2 separate regions of the Danio rerio genome follow, and region 2 is linked to region 1. The links are chromatin contacts, called in public Hi-C maps. All regions are on one chromosome and are shown on one strand. The core of a region is the stretch at or near the end of the contact, and the rest is flanking DNA. Distances in the headings are between cores, read along the strand shown.

Region 1 (4,733 bases), core at 1,597-4,096:
AAACTAATTGGATTTGTGTTCTTTGCATATATGGATTTCTTTGGTCGTTACCAACATCCGTGAAAATGTTCAAGTCAACGGACGCTTTAGAATCATTTTTTCTAAGAAAAATGGTGACATGTTCAATACTTATTTTCCCTGCTGTATTTTAAAGAATGTTAGGAACCAGTAACCATTAACTTTCATACTAGCTCAGAACTAAAGATAAGAGCCGTCACTAAGGTGGGACTTTTTCAACAGATACACTTTTGTATAGGGCCCATATTAGTACCTAAACAGCACAATAATATATATTTTGACCTTTTTTTGTACTATTGACTCCCAACATGAAGCTTTTAAGAGATTTCTGTGCGTGTATCTCTTCAACAACAGAAAGAAACTGTTTTTGACAAGAGAAAGGTGTATAAATCATGAGTACTATTCCTTAACTTTAATTATTCATTCATTTGTGATGTTGTGTTTGTTGTCACATAAACGTAATATTATTTAGTTTCAATAAACTCAAAAAATTATTATTTCTGCTTGTTCAAAGTACTTTAAAAAATGAGCTGAATCGAAACATTCATTCATTCATTTTCTTGTCGGCTTAGTCCCTTTATTAATCCGGGGTCGCCACAGCAGAATGAACCGCCAACTTATCGAGCAAGTTTTTACGCACCGGATGCCCTTCCAGCCGCAACCTATCTCTGGGAAACATCCACACACACATTCTCACACACACACTCATACACTACGGACAATTTAGCCTACCCAATTCACCTGTACCGCATGTCTTTGGACTGTGGGGGAAACCGGAGCACCCTGAGGAAACCCATGCAAAGGCAGGGAGAACATGCAAACTCCACACAAAAACGCCAACTGAGCCGAGGTTCTAACCAGCGACCCATCGACCTTCTTGCTGTAAGGCGACACTACCTACTGTGCCACTGCCTCGCCCCTGAATCAAAACATTTCTTCAGTTTTTTTTTTTTTTGTGGATAAATCATTTATGTTCACTACACTTAAATTTGTAAAACAATTGAGTTAGCTTAATCTGTGTTAGGACAACATAAAGGAATTTATGTTGTAATTTGTACACTGTAAACTTATATTTTATATGACAAAAATATATAAACATATTTATTTGCTTGTTCAAACTTATTTAAAATAAGCTGAATCAACACAATTCTTGAGATTTTATTGGGACAACTTATTTTTTATTTTCAATCAGAATTTGTTAAAAGTGTCAATTTAACTTAATTGATTTGTGTTGGGACAACAAGAATAAATTGTGTGGAACCCTGCATTTTTTTACAGTGTTGTACACTGTAAAATTCTTACACTGTTAAAAAAGTTAGTTAAAGCTAGTAAACCAAGTTGACTTTACAATAATAACTTAAGTAAACCTTATGTAACTTGGAACTGTTAAGTTGACTTAATTTTATAATTATGCAAATTGTACTTACTTTTTGAAATAAAAGAAAAAACTAATCACTTTTTATCCAAAACACCGTAATTGTATATTTTCCAGCTTTTCTGTATCTAGCAAAATGACATAGTAAAATAAACATGCTCTTCCAGACTCCAGTGTCTTCTAAATTAATTACAGGCTGTAATTGTAGATCTTATAAACTTAATAAAACACCAAGTATGAAATATTGTAGTAATTACAGTAATCATTTAAAAACAGACGTGCTTATGCTGACACTGTAAAAATGCATTAGATGACTTTTAAGAAGTGGGTTCAATTAGCATAATTATAAAAATTAGGTCAACTTAACAGTTCCAAGTTACAAGGGTTTACTTAAACTATCTTTGTGAAGTCAACTTGTTGCTTTTAGGGCAATTGGTTTGCTTGCTTTAAGCAACTAATCAGTGTACTTTACAGTGTACACAACTCGGTGATCGAATAAGTTATCAATTTAGTTAACTAATTAATTTAAGTGAATTGTACATAAAACAATTAAGTTGTCCCAAATAAATCTCAATAGTTGTGTTGTTTCAGCTCATTGTAAATAAGTTAGAAAAAGCAAATATTAATCTTTTTTTGAGTGTAAGTAAAGTAAATACAATATTTACAAAATTAAAAATGCATAAATTACAGTAAACTGACGCATTTAGCATCATACAGCATTCTTGCTTAGTCTGGCCTTTCACAGATTGTAAAAATGATATATAATTGTGACAAAGGATACAGCTTCATCAGGTTCATCTGCTTTGACCACTCATCAGTAATAACCACAATTTCCCCTACCGCATTAACCTAGCGATTTTACACAAGCAGTTTACAGGAAATAAAGGCAAGGTCCACTTCTGCTTTTTTCAGCAATCATTGCTTTCTTCTTAGTCATGCGTCTCAGCAGTGACACTGACTTTTGGGAAGGCATCATCATCATCATCATCATCATCATCACACCAGAGACTGAAAATATGCAAGAGAGAATCACCGACCCCATAACCTTCACCAAAGGAGAACACACACGTTGAGTGTTTTCCAATGCTAACTGTTAAAATACGACGCAGGTAAAGTAGTGGGTGTTGTAAAGGTCTGAGTCTCTGTGTGCGAGGGGGAGAGGAAATGGGCTCAGTGACCTTTGCAGCCAATTTCCCCTGTGTTCAAACAGCAGCATGAAAGCCAGGTCTGTTTCTGAAGTCTGTGCAAAATGTCAATTGCAACTTATCCCACCAGCAGAAGGATTTGCTCTGAAAGTAGATTCCCTTATTGTGGCCGTCAGCTTTTAAGTCAATGCACATGGATGGTTTGACCCAATCCTCGCTCTTTCTTTAGCGTGCAGTGTGTGTCCTTTATTAAGGATAGACACAAAGCGATCTGTGAATATGGGCATTTTGTTTTGCATCATCTTCCATCGTAAATTTACTCAGCATCTTTTGGCCTGGCCATAGTGTATAGAAATAAAGGTACAATAGCTGTCGTTGGGGCAGTACCCTTTTAAAAGGGTTACACTGAAATTGTACTTCCACTGAAAAAAAAGGTGCCTATTAGTAGCTAAAAGTCACACTTTTGCACTTAAATGGTACATATTGGTTCACATATAGGGTCCAAATGTTAGCTTTTTGGAAAAATTGACAAAAAAAAAAAAAACATACCATACCAAAATACCATTTATTTACCCTTAAGTGGTTTCAAACTTGCATAGATTTTTTTCTCTGTTGAAAACAAAGAAGATATATTTTTTTTAATATTAGAAACCTGTAACCAGTGTTGGGTGTAACGCATTACTAGCAAAATAAGGCATTGATTAAAGAGTAAAGTAACTCATTATTTTAAAAAAAGCATTATTTACTTTAACTAAGCATTATTTAAAAAAATTAAGTAATAATATTTTAGATTACATAAAATTTTTTTGTTAACTTTTTAGTTTCAAAACTCTGCTATTATTTTGGGACTTCTGCCTGGATTTGGCCTACCCAAATTTAAAAGCTTCCCAAATCCACATGCAGAGGTGTAAATGCAAAAACTTTGGTATCATTTTAAAGAAAACCCTTTGAATTTTTATAAAACACTATTGAATATTGTTTTTAAAATAACTGTATTGTGTTTAAAATAACTGTATATGTTGTCTGTGTTATGATAAATTTTTGTATTTTTTTTATAAACTCAAATTTGAAAGTGTACTTTTAGGTTCTGTGTGGTCTAGCATTGAAACGTGGAGTCTGACACTGGGGGATCCATTTGCAGTATATTTATAAAACACAGTTTAATACTAAGCACACAGTAAGCACTTGTGTGCGAACTCACATCAAACATAGTAATACTGGGTCGATAGGCTGGCGGCTGGCGGTCAAGGATCGTGATAGCAGGCATGGGTCAGAGGCAGGCGGCGTGGATCATAGGCGATCTGTAAGGCAGGGTTCGAGGCAGGCGGTGTGGATCAAAGTCGAGGTACAAGGCAGGGTTCAAGGCAGGCGGCAGGCAAGGCAAGGTCAAGGCACAGTCCAGGTTATAACGGGGAGATCAGGCAAGGATATGAACGCTCAGTAATGTCAGCAAGGGCAGAACAAGACTTTGCACTGGAGGGAGTGTTTGGGCTGCTTATATGTGTGTGCGTGGGTAATCAGTGAGATGTGCTGCAGGTGTGTTGCAATCAGTGTTTGAGGATGATGTAATGTTTAGAAGTCCGGTGATGGTGACCTCTGCTGGCCAGCGATTGGAATGACAGGGACCGAGTCGGTGACAGAGCCCCCCTCCTGCGAACGGGTCCTGACGTGAGAGGGACCACGACGCTGGGGTCTTCCAGAGGGATGAGGGGCCGGCATTTTCCGGATGCTGCAGGTGAAACTCTCTTAACAGAGTTGGGTCGAGAATATCCGTACGGTTGATCCATGATCGTTTCTCCGGGCCGTACCCCTCCCAGTCGATCAGATACTGTAGTTGTCCCCCTTGGCGTCTGGACTTCAGGATCTCATGGATCTGGTAAGCCTCCTCTCTGTCGAGGATCACCGGCTGCCACCTCCCTATCCACCTCAGCTGGACCAACAGCAGGCTTTGACGATCTATTTGGAAAGGACCATCGTACCTGGGACTGAGCTTTTTACAAGGGAGTCTGAGGCAGAGATCTCGGGTAGATAGCCATACCCATTGACCCGGGGACTATGTAGGACTGGGATGCCATTGATGATCTGCCTGCTCCTTGAAACGTCTGACAGCATGGGAAAGGTGAGTGTGTGCAACATTCCAGACATCTTCACATTTTTGAACCAGTGGTCAATGGCTGGGAGTTTGGAGGGTTCTC
Region 2 (4,839 bases), core at 1,450-3,949, 170 kb after region 1:
ATATTTTTGCAATAATTAACTATACCATTTTGACCATAGTTTGAGGAGATATTTAGTTAGTCATTTCAACCTATTGTGTTATATTACTGTACACACCTACCCCAACCTTAAACCCAACATCGCAGTACCCTGGTGTGTTTTATGGCCTGTTTCCACTGTCATCTTTTAAAGGCTTGCGTTTCCACTGGCAAAAGGGTACCAATGGTTTTCAGCTGACGTGATTCTTGCTTGAAATGTCAAAGTAAAGCTGTATGGGTCGTTCATACATCATATGAGAAGCACTTCTCACAAAACAGATGTTTTATACACATAAACACTTGTGTACAAGTGTTCATTACTAACCTTTCTATGAACATGATCAGATTATAACTGCAGATCAATAATAAAAATAGCCTACTGTTGCAACTCAATAATAAATTAAAATGAATGTTATAAATGTAACACATATGAACAAATACACCCTCTTACAGTCTCTTATATGTTACCAATTACAGATAATCTTCACGCAGCAAAGATTTAGTCCTTATTTGGGTTCAAAAACAACATGCAACATATAGCCCACAGTCAGAGCAAACCTCTCATCTGTGTCTTCAATCCTCACCAGCACATGTAACCTCTGTTAGAAAGTAATTCCGTCATTCCGAGTTCATAATAGTCCAAAAGATGATGATAATAGTTAAACACAGCAGTTTGTTTATGGTTTAGGTTTCTAAAAGAATCATTTGCTCCTTTGTTTTTTCCAGCTTCTCCTTTGCGTTTTCGCACTTTACACACACATTTGTTCATTTCTGCAAGGATCGGGTGTCAGAAGCACTTCAATAATCATGCCCACATTATTATCATCAGTTCTAGAAGTTCTTTATTTCAAATACAGACGTGCGGCAGGTGATGGCAAGCTCTCTGAAGAAAGTGAAACTGATCGCACTTTTAGACGGCCTCGTAAAACAAAAACAGGATATGGCAGATTCTGCTCTTCTTGGCTTTGTAGCTGTACATCAAGGTGATGACCAGGTTTGTCTGAGCTTGGGTCGACCATGGCTCGTTATTATATGTATATATTATTATGGTGTAATGTCTCGGCTGTGCTTTTAAAAATGGCGGTTCCTTTGTTTTCATTCTCGTTAGTTGCAGGAGCTAGTGAGGCATCTCTGTAAACCAATAGCATCCAGTTGCTTGCTAGTGTTTCTAAAGTGCTATCGCAGAGCAACACAAACAGCACGCAGAAGTATAAACGCTCAGCTACATGCATTGCATGTGCCGTGGGTCATGCCGATCACATGACGCAGAAGTATAAACCAAAATTCAGTGAAAACGGGCCATTACACCTACTCCAAATCTAAACCTACCCATTACAGTAATGAAAAAAAACATTAATTAATTTTGTACATTCGCAAAAATTACGCTATATTTGTGTGCACATTCTCAGTAACTGCAGCTGTAACACTAATAGCGTTAACCTATGAAAGCCTAGATTTTGTGACTGGGATTGTGTGTTCTGAAATGTGTGTGGGTCTGCAGCTAGAGATATATATATATATATATATATATATATATATATATATATATATATATATATATATGAGCAATATCACACAAGTAGCAGTGCGATATGGCTGTATATCGGCACTGGTGGGAGGCGTGCGTTGGCCGAGTACCTTAGTGCCCCAACCAGTGCCGATATACAGACATATCGCACTGCTACGTGTGTGATATTGCGTTTATACAATAGTTTGACGGCATAATTGTGTATATAAAAACTAAATCAAACATGGAGAGTCTGAAAAACCCTTTTGTATGAGGAACTACTTTCTTCCGCATTGGATTCAAATCATAAGCTGACAGTTAAACAGCTGAGCAAGCATCTTTTAAACTTTAGATCTGTAGTGTCTGCTTTTTGTTGGCTGTATGTGGGCAGAGTAATACACAAAGAGTAAAGAGGCTGTAGGAGTTCTGATATTGCAGAATACTGCATGGCTATCAGCCAATCAGATTTGAGAACCAGACAGAACTGTTGTGTGTGTGTGTGTGTGTATATATATATATATATATATATATATATATATATATATATATATATATATATATATAAAACAGGGTTTACTAGCTCCCATTTACTAGTACTTTGTGGAAAACTGTAATAAAAATGAAAGGTGATAGAGACAATAAAGGTTTTTAACAGAATCAATAAATATTAAAATATTTTACAAACCGTCCTAAGCTCGAGAAAATGCTCCACGTCTTCATCTTCATCTGCCTGAAATGTGTAAAATGGCACTCCAGAAGACAACTCACAACCTGAGGGACACAAAACCACAGTTTTAAACACCTAACCGTGCAATTAACACATTCATTATTCATGTTAGTGCAGAAATCGGCTAAATATGAACTACACTTTGCTGCACACTAATCCAGGGTGTGTTTAATAATCTTAATCATCACTGGCCACAATTCTGAGACATTTCTGACAATGCAGGTGTCCCACGTGTGTTAGCTTATCTAACGTATAAATCACGCAATGGGTCTTACTGAACACGTAGCTTTCCAGCCGCGAGCGCGAGTCCACTACACTGTCTGACGCTTCGTCCTCCACAAACGACATTACTGTTCAAACTGTATTAATATCGCTTCAATAGAGGGAAAATATCCACAGTGCTATGAGTGCAGGTCGCGTCGCGTCTTCAAAACACACGTGACGAGTACGCAAAAAACGTCGCAGGAATCATGACGTCATCCGCATGCACACAAAAGCGCAGTCTTCCTGAATAATAAAGCATCTGGCCTCCAATTAAATTTAAACAAATGTGAACTTTTAGCTCTTCACACTAGTCCAGATCTATCCCTGTTTAACATCCCAGTAAAAGAAACTGTGAAATATTTAGGCATTGTGATCTCAAAAGATTCAAACATTAACATCAAAGAAAACTTTGAAAATAAAGTACATAAAGCTAATGGTATCCTGAATTGGTGGCTGCAGAGAGATATTTCAATTTTTGGACGAATTCTTCTATCCAAGGTTGAATATCTGTCAAAACTAATTTATCCTGCTCAGGCTTTAGCTCCCTCTTCAGCATTCATAAAAACAAGTAACCAAAAAATGTATGACTTTATTTGGAGACAGAAAACTCATTATATTAAAAAATCTGATATTATCAAATCGTATGAAGAAGGTGGTCTTAATATTATTGAGTTTGAAAGTATGAATACTATGTTAAAACTGAAATGGCTTCAAAGGTTTTTGAGTAATACTGAAAGTTTCTGGTACACTGTTCCTTGTGCCTTGTTTAACAAACTAGGTGGCATCCGATTTCTTCTCAGATGTGACTTTGACTTGCCTAAACTCCCAGTGAAGCTTTCAGCATTCCACCAACAAGTCTTGCTGTCTTGGAAACTAGCGCACACACACAATTTTACACCTCACAATACCCCTATTTGGAATAACAAGTATATTCTACACAGGAACAAATCCATTTTTTATGAAGAATGGTTAAATAAAAACATTTGGTCAGTAACAGACTTAATGGATGGAAGGGGCAATATTCTAGATTACAATACTTTCACTCTAAGACACGGATTTGCTTGTCATCCAAAGCAATTTTTCACTGTTATTAATGCTATACCCTCAGGTATAAAAATGTTAATGAAAAGTTACCTATCCTATTCGAAGATTACTCCAGTCCTTCCCTTATTATATACTGGTGAGATTGAATTTGATAATAAACTTTGCACTAATAAACATTTAAGACAAATTATTATCCAATCTTGTTTCCCTTATCAAGTATTAAGAAATAGGTTATTTCATTCAATGGATAAAAATACTGTTAAATTTTTTAGAACAACATATCTTAAATTTCCAATTCTCCCCAAGGCAAAAGAAGTACAATTTAAAATATTTAATGATATATACCCTTCTAATAGATTCTTACACCTAAAATTTAACTTAGAAAACTCACCATGCCATTTATGTAAACACTTTAGTGAAGACACAGAACACATATTTTTCTCTTGCAGCGCCGTTCAATCATTTTGGAAAAAAGTACAAGACTGGTTGATAATAAAAAACGTGGATGCTGAAGGTTTGACTTTTACATTACAAGATGTACTATATGGAATTACTAAAGATTGCTCTACTTTGCACGATTTGATAAATATGATAATTGTGTTAGCCAAATATTTTATTCATAAATGTAGATATTTCAAAACACCTCCATTACTTATTGTATTTAAAAAAGAACTTAAAATATTTTCAGATGCCCTGGTTAAAACGAAAACCAAAATTGCCTTAAAAATGTTCAATTTATTTGTAGTATATAACTTGCCATAGTTGATATATATGTTGTACTTAATTTTTATTTATTTATTTATTTAAATTTTGCGTTTTCCTTTCACTCTTGGATTTATTTAACTTGAATGTTTTTTGTATATTACATTTGTATCTTTGTATATTATTTTGTGTTGTGCCTTCCATATATGACACACAAGTTGTAAAGTTGAATCCCATTTTGTTGTATTTGGATTTTGTATTTTCAATAAAAAAAAAAAATAAAAAAAAAAAGTCTTCCTGAATAATAAATGTCACCTGAATAATAAATGTCACATTAAAGGCATTCCTATCGCTTTTATAATTAAATAAATAGTTTCTTATTCTACCCTCGTAACCCCAACTGTCCCTCCTGTGTTAACTGAAGGCTGTGATTTCAAAGTAAAGTTTCAAACAAAAAGATTAGAAATCTATTTAACAACATTATATAAGTTATCCTCCAGCAGTGTAGAAACTCAGTTTCACATAATTTCTCTGAAGATACCATCCACATAGTTAGAACTAAATATTTAAACTTTCAT

Evidence for each region. A called contact is a pair of places that touch in the nucleus more often than the background predicts.
Region 2: a contact with region 1 is called in a Hi-C map of embryo, with 1.8 times the contacts expected there. The contact joins the promoter of npm3 here to the enhancer-like site in region 1. A contact is called at or near these places in 2 of 18 Hi-C or Micro-C datasets (embryo and fibroblasts) and 1 of 4 datasets of contacts at active chromatin or transcription factors (caudal fin).

The regions. Positions count from the first base shown.
Region 1 is chr13:12,229,840-12,234,572 of GRCz12tu, forward strand. No RefSeq gene overlaps it. Among named protein-coding and RNA genes, the nearest start is that of zmp:0000000662, 9.4 kb to the left of the region's middle. Within about 2 kb of position 2,847, at least 6 of the 62 cell types and tissues checked have an H3K27ac peak or open chromatin away from gene starts, as enhancers often do.
Region 2 is chr13:12,397,537-12,402,375 of GRCz12tu, forward strand. It overlaps npm3 (nucleophosmin/nucleoplasmin, 3), which reads right to left and starts at 2,700. Exons shown (of 5, transcript NM_001013484.2): 1 at 2,527-2,700; 2 at 2,210-2,295. The coding sequence starts at 2,599.